Linked DNA regions of Sus scrofa: region 1 is linked to region 2. Evidence: chromatin contacts called from public Hi-C data. All regions are on one chromosome and are shown on one strand. Each heading gives the region's core, a stretch centred on a gene start, on an enhancer-like site or on the middle of the called end of the contact. The rest is flanking DNA. Distances are from core to core; before and after follow the strand shown.

Region 1 (2,848 bases), core at 162-2,661, 35 kb after region 2:
CCAGGGGCCTCTCTAGGCAAAGGTTCTGGGACAGGATGGACAGGGCAGCCTGAGGCTCTGCTTTGACCCTCCCACCCCATGGGCCCCGTTAGCCTCCCCTCTCCTGAGAGAAAACAAATCCAGCTGAAAAGGGGCAGGGGCACCTCCTACCAGCAGGAACCCAGAAAAACAGACAGAACCAGGGGTGTCTGCAGGACCGCTGTGCCCCTCTTCAGAATAAAACACAGCAAATAGGATGAGCACATGTGGATCTGAGGTGGCAGGGGGGGGTAGCTCATCTAAATTCCAGGGACAGAGGTCCCCCCTGGCACAGTGGGATCTGGTGTCTTGGGAGCTCCAGGACAAAGGTTTGATCCCCCATCTGGCACAGTGGGTTAAGAATCTGGCATTGCCGCAGTTATGGCTTCGGTTGCAACTGTGGCTCAGATCTGATCCCTGGCCCAAAAACTCCATATGCCATGGGGTAGCCAAAAAAAAAAAAAAAAAAAAAAAAAAGTAAACTCTGGGGACAGAGGAGACCCGACCTATTCACTGCTACTCTTTGAATAGCAACCACCAAGAGGGACCAGCCAGACCCCTTGGGAAGGCCCGGCCCCAGCCGGTTGGCACCACCAAGGCAGCGGCCACCCCCACTCCTCTGCGTGGGGCGTGACCTCCCCCTCAGAACATAGAAGGAGCTATGTACCTGACAAGGTAGCTCTCTCACTGTCCCTGCACCTGCCACCCCAGCCTGTTCCAGGATACAAGGATTCTGATGTCCTTGCTACTGCCTCAGTTGTTACCCAGCAGCTCTCCTATGCTGCTGGGGACCCACCAGTGGGACACTGCTCTCCAGCATCAGCATGCCCCACCTACCCGCCTCCTCCTAGATGGACAGCAGACAACAAGCCTTGGGCCAAAATCACCACCACCTGAGCCTATCACACCCCCTGTGGGTGTGACTGTGGCTAAAAATGGGAAGCCTTCCTCACACCGGTGCCCAGGTTTCCACTATCAATCCCTCTGCACCAGCCAAGTCTCCCTGGGTATTTCAATACACCTAAGCCTGACCAGTCTGAAGGATACAAGGCTCTAGCAACCCCATCCCACGCATCAAACCAGGACCACCTCCCCAGGTGGAGGGATGCACGGTGACTCAGAGGGTGGGCTTCTCCAGCCAGGGAGCCTGAGAGCCCTCCAGCAATAACACCCACTGCCGCTGCCAAGCCCACCCCCCACACCACCCCCGCCCAACTCCCCTCCTGCCCTAGGACAAATGCACTTACAGGGGTTCCTCGAGGCTCGAAGGAAGGAGTGAGCTCTGTCTGGACTTGGACAGACAGGATGGGGCGCTGGCTGGGTGAGGGGTTTAAAGGGCTGCCGCCCCGGTGATGTCAGCCTCCCCCGCCGGCTCACCCCAACCCCCCTCCCTGCCAGAGGAAACCGGCTCCTTCTCCACCCTCGACCCCCCCAGTGACTCCACACAGGCTCCATATTTGGGGAAAGACACCAAGTTGGAGCAGTCTACCGGGGGCCGCCGAGACATTCTCCGCGTGCTTTGGAGATGGAGCGGGCGGGGGCGGGGCCGCGCTGCCGGCGGGGAACCGCCGGGAAAAGCCTTTTATGGACAGGAGGACCGCGAAGGCTTTCCCTGCTGTCTGGACTCAGGGCTGCTCCTTCAACACTGTTCCCTGCCTCCGAGTTTGGGAGGAGAGGGAAGTTCAAGAGGGGCTGTCCAGAGTAAGAGGAAAGAGGCTAGACTGGGGGGGACGAACCAGGCACCCTCTCCTCCAGGGGCTTTCGTCTCTAGTGGGAGATGGGAACTCACCTTTCCTGAAGACCGGCTACCTGCCAGGCACTTTTCGAATGCGCTCATTTTATGTTCACAGCTGAATCCTGGCAGCGTGATCATTACCCCATTTTAACAAACGGGGAAACAAGGCTTGGAGTGCATCGTACCTAAGGCCTTGTGGTGAGTGATGAGGGGCAGAACACAGGCATCCCTGCCGACCCCCACCCGATGGGGGCTGGAGAGGCCGTCGGACCCATCCTTCCCGGCCACCTGCTCAGGCTGAGGATGGGGTGGGTCTTCAGTCACATGCTTCAGTGGGGATGGGATGTGAGGGTTCAGCAATAGTTCAGTCGACCCTGGCCCCCATCCACAGGGTCTCTAGGGCCTGAGACCAACACTGGGGTAGTAGGAAGCTCAGGCTGCTCTTATTCCTTCCTTTCTCTTAAACAGTCCCTACCTACCCTGCAAAACAGACTGTACGCCATCACCCAGGAAGGAGACCCGCTCACAACTTGTTTCAGGGGTCTCAGGGAAAGGATAGGCCGTGAAAGAGAGGGGGGAGACATCCAGCGGGGTCTCTGGGGTGCCTGCTGCGACACCACCCCACTCTCGGGCAGCCAGGCAGGGAGGAGCTAACACTCTCCACACCCACTCAGCCGGGGGGCGTGGCCAGGCCCGGCAGTCCGGGGAGGGCCTGTCCTCCAGAGCCGGCTCCGGACGCCAGAGCCCAGTGGCGCAAAGAACTATAGTGCCCCCCAGTGGCCTCTTCAGGGAAGAGCAGGGAGAGGAGCAGGGTCCCTCCTTTCGAAGCCTGCATTCCATCCACGCACCCACTCACCCACCATCCATCACCGTCTTGTGTCCCCCCCCCCCCAGCCTCAGTGCACATGCTCCGTCCATTAGTCAAGTCAGAGTCCAGAGCTGGGAGAGCTGTGGTGCAGTGGGTTAAGAATCCCGACTGCAGCAGCTCGGGCAGCTACAGAGCTGCAGATTTGATCCCTGGCCTGGTGTAGTGGGTTAAAGGATCTGGCGTTGCCACAGCTGCAGCTCAAATTCAATCCCTGGCCCGGAACTTCC
Region 2 (2,935 bases), core at 405-2,904:
GCTACCACACCAGCTACTTCAGATGCCGCCATCATGCTCTAGACGTTCAGAAACAAATTATAGGCTACAACTTCCAAAACTTCAAAACAAATGCATCGTTCCCCCTCAGGATGTCCATACAACAGAGTCATTTCAGAAAAGAAACACAAAGAAAAACTTGGGCTCCAGGAGAAAATACTTGAGTATTTATTCTCTAGCAGGGCATTAGAAGAGCCATTATACTCGATAGGTCCCAGGGGACATCAATCCTCAAACTTATATGTCTTTTTCACTTCAGGAGAATGCCCTCTCACAGACAGCAGATTATATAGACTGTTAAGACTCTTCCAAACGGTGCACATACTTACCTTGTCTCGTATCATTTACAATGGATGTAATTTTTGGCCTAATATCAATAATATCTTATGTTTTAGAATCATTTTACGGCTGTTACATTAAAAGCATCCTCCATTATTTGGAGTAAAGTTTTCTGGAGGTGTTCATGTGGGAGAGAAAAAGCAGTATTTTACCGGGCAATCTTAGTATCTCTCACTTAGACTCTGTGTTGCTGGCAGATGGGAGAAGTTTGACAACCACTGACTGAGAAAAGTACAGACTCTTCAGAGTTACTACCGAGGTGCAGAAGAGTATGAGAATCTTGGTTACTCCAGTACGAAAATGAAAAAAAGAGTAATCCAAGCAAGGGAACTGAGACAGATGCCTTTCTTAGATCAAAAGGTCATCCTTTATGTTGCAGACAAATCACCGCCCTCTACGGTGAAGGGAGAGGAAGAGGGATGTAACACGGGGTTAAATTCTTGTTTTTAATAGCTTCATTTGTACATTCCTAACCCTCGAAAAGCGAGCGCACAGGGTAGACATGGAGGCTGGACTGTGCTAACACTTCAGTCCCAGGCCAGAGACCCCCTGTGCCTCAGTTTCCCCAACATACAAGTCTCCCAGAAGAAAACGGGCCCTAGATCGCCCCTACCGCTAGCTCAGGTGCAAATGCCCTGGCCCATCAGAGCCCGGGCCAGGGTCCTTGGCTCCCGGTAGTCAAAACCAGAGGGCACGGGTCCTCCAAGCAACTCCGCAGCTCAGAGCCCAGAGGAGAGGGGACCAGGGCCATCTGGCAGAGGCTGCGGCGAGGGGCGTAAAGTCGAAAGTGCCAAGGAAAACCCGGTACCACAAGCCGGCGGCGACCACCAGCTAGACGGCGACGCCAGTTGCGACTGGTCCTCAGGAGATCCGGGGACTGACGCGAAGGGGACAATGGGGGGAAGCCGCGCCGGGTGGTCCCGGCGGCAGTCCACAGGGGGCTGGCCCAGTGGGCTGCTTCCTCCTGCCAGAGCCCCTCCAAACCTTGCCCCCCGCCCCCCTGCGCCGCCTGGCTGCCAGCCCCCGTCCCACTTCTAGGCCAGGACCCCAGCCCCCGTCCCCGCAGCTCCCTCCACGCCCCCCGGCCCGATCCCCCGCCCCTTGCGCCACTGCCCCCGGCCCTCGCACCCGCCCCGCACACACCTCCCGCGCCGCGCCTCCGGGAGGGAAGGGGGGAGGGACGGGACGCACCTGAGCGGGCGGAGCGGGGGGAGGGGGCGGCCGAGCTTGGGGGGAGGGGTCGAGCGCCGGCCCGCGCGCGACACCTCCCACTTCCGGCGGCACGAGCGGCGGGGGCGAGGCTCGGCCAGGAGAGGAGAGGCCGCGGTGGCACCGCGCCGCCCCCGACGGCGCCCTCTGGCGGCGGGAGCCGGCACCGTGAGGGGACGCGGACACTGCGGAAGCCCTTAAGATACTAGTGGACTCTCCCGGGGCGCAGGGACGAAAGGAGATGTGACCTCCGGAAGAAAGGAGACGTGGTGAAGGGAGGGCCGCCTTTAGGAGGATTACAGAGAGAGGGGATCATGGCGATCAGAGAGAGAGGTGTTTTTGGAGGTTACAGCAGAGATGCCTTTTCTCTGGCCAAGAAGGAGAGGACCGTCTGTCTGGAGAGGGTCTCTCTTGGAGATGCCCGAAGTTGGGGCGGTGGGCCCTGAGAGGAGCGCCCACCACACCCGCACGCTGCTCTTTCAGTAGAGGATGCCCGAAGGAACCGGCCCCCTAGCGCCGGCTGCTCCCGGCGGGTCGGCCCGGCCCGAGGACCCGCTGCTGATTGGCTGAGCTGCCGGGCGGAAGTGATGCTACTGTCACTGGCTCCTCAGGTTCCCGGGAAGCCGCGAGTTTCCGCAGGGAGGCGGCGGCAGCAGCTGCGGCCGGGCCGGTGAGTTGGGAACTCGGTGGGGGCGAGGCATTGGAAGTCCGAGTGGCCTGGAACTGGGGGCGGCCGGTGTCCGAGGGTGAAAGAGCTGCACAAAGGGCGCCTTCAGTCCCGGCGTGGGGGAGCCCAGGAAGACTGGGCCACGGGGTCTTGGATTCCAGGATAGTATGGGTTCTCTGAGGAGAGGGCCACATTGCACGGGGCAATCAAGGCTAGGGAGGAGGAAGCCAATGAAACTGAACCCGGTACCGGCAGCTTGGTTTCTAGGAACAGGTTGCGAGGAGGACAGGGTCTTGGGAGCCAAGTCTTGAACTTGGGGCTGCCTGTATCTTCCTCTTCTCTTAGCACCTAAGAGCTGCAAAGACACGCCTAGCAGTTGGGTGAAGTTGAGATCTGCTTTCAGATTAAGGTTCCATTCCCAGAAGCCTAGGATGGGAGGGTCAGGAGTAAAGCACTGCTCCGCCAGAGGGAGTGGAGGCCATGGTGGTCAGGTTTCTCCTCTCTTTGGGAAATCTGTGAGCTCCACTGAGACTGTAAGAGCCTGCCTAGTTGGATCACTATCAAGGCTAGCCAGATTTTGTTTTGCTTAGTAAGGTATGCAGACTGGGAAAGAGAGCTGACTATCTTGGACAGTCAAGGCTGCTGGAGGGTGGAGAACCTAAAAGGAAAAGAGAGGAGATATGCAGCTTTTTGGAGGGAAAT

Evidence for each region. A called contact is a pair of places that touch in the nucleus more often than the background predicts.
Region 1: a contact with region 2 is called in a Hi-C map of epiblast stem cells, with 1.5 times the contacts expected there. The contact joins the promoter of TAGLN here to the promoter of RNF214 in region 2. A contact is called at or near these places in 2 of 5 promoter capture datasets (fetal skeletal muscle and liver), 22 of 47 Hi-C or Micro-C datasets (adipose tissue, alveolar macrophages, brain and 14 more) and 2 of 2 datasets of contacts at active chromatin or transcription factors (alveolar macrophages and skeletal muscle).

Annotation. Positions count from the first base shown.
Region 1 is chr9:44,560,323-44,563,170 of Sscrofa11.1, reverse strand. TAGLN (transgelin) reads right to left here and starts at 1,411. Exons shown (of 5, transcript NM_001244150.1): 1 at 1,266-1,411.
Region 2 is chr9:44,595,699-44,598,633 of Sscrofa11.1, reverse strand. RNF214 (RING finger protein 214) reads right to left here and starts at 1,654. Exons shown (of 16, transcript XM_021062882.1): 1 at 1,549-1,654; 2 at 1-38. PCSK7 (proprotein convertase subtilisin/kexin type 7) reads left to right here and starts at 2,085. Exons shown (of 17, transcript XM_021062880.1): 1 at 2,085-2,236.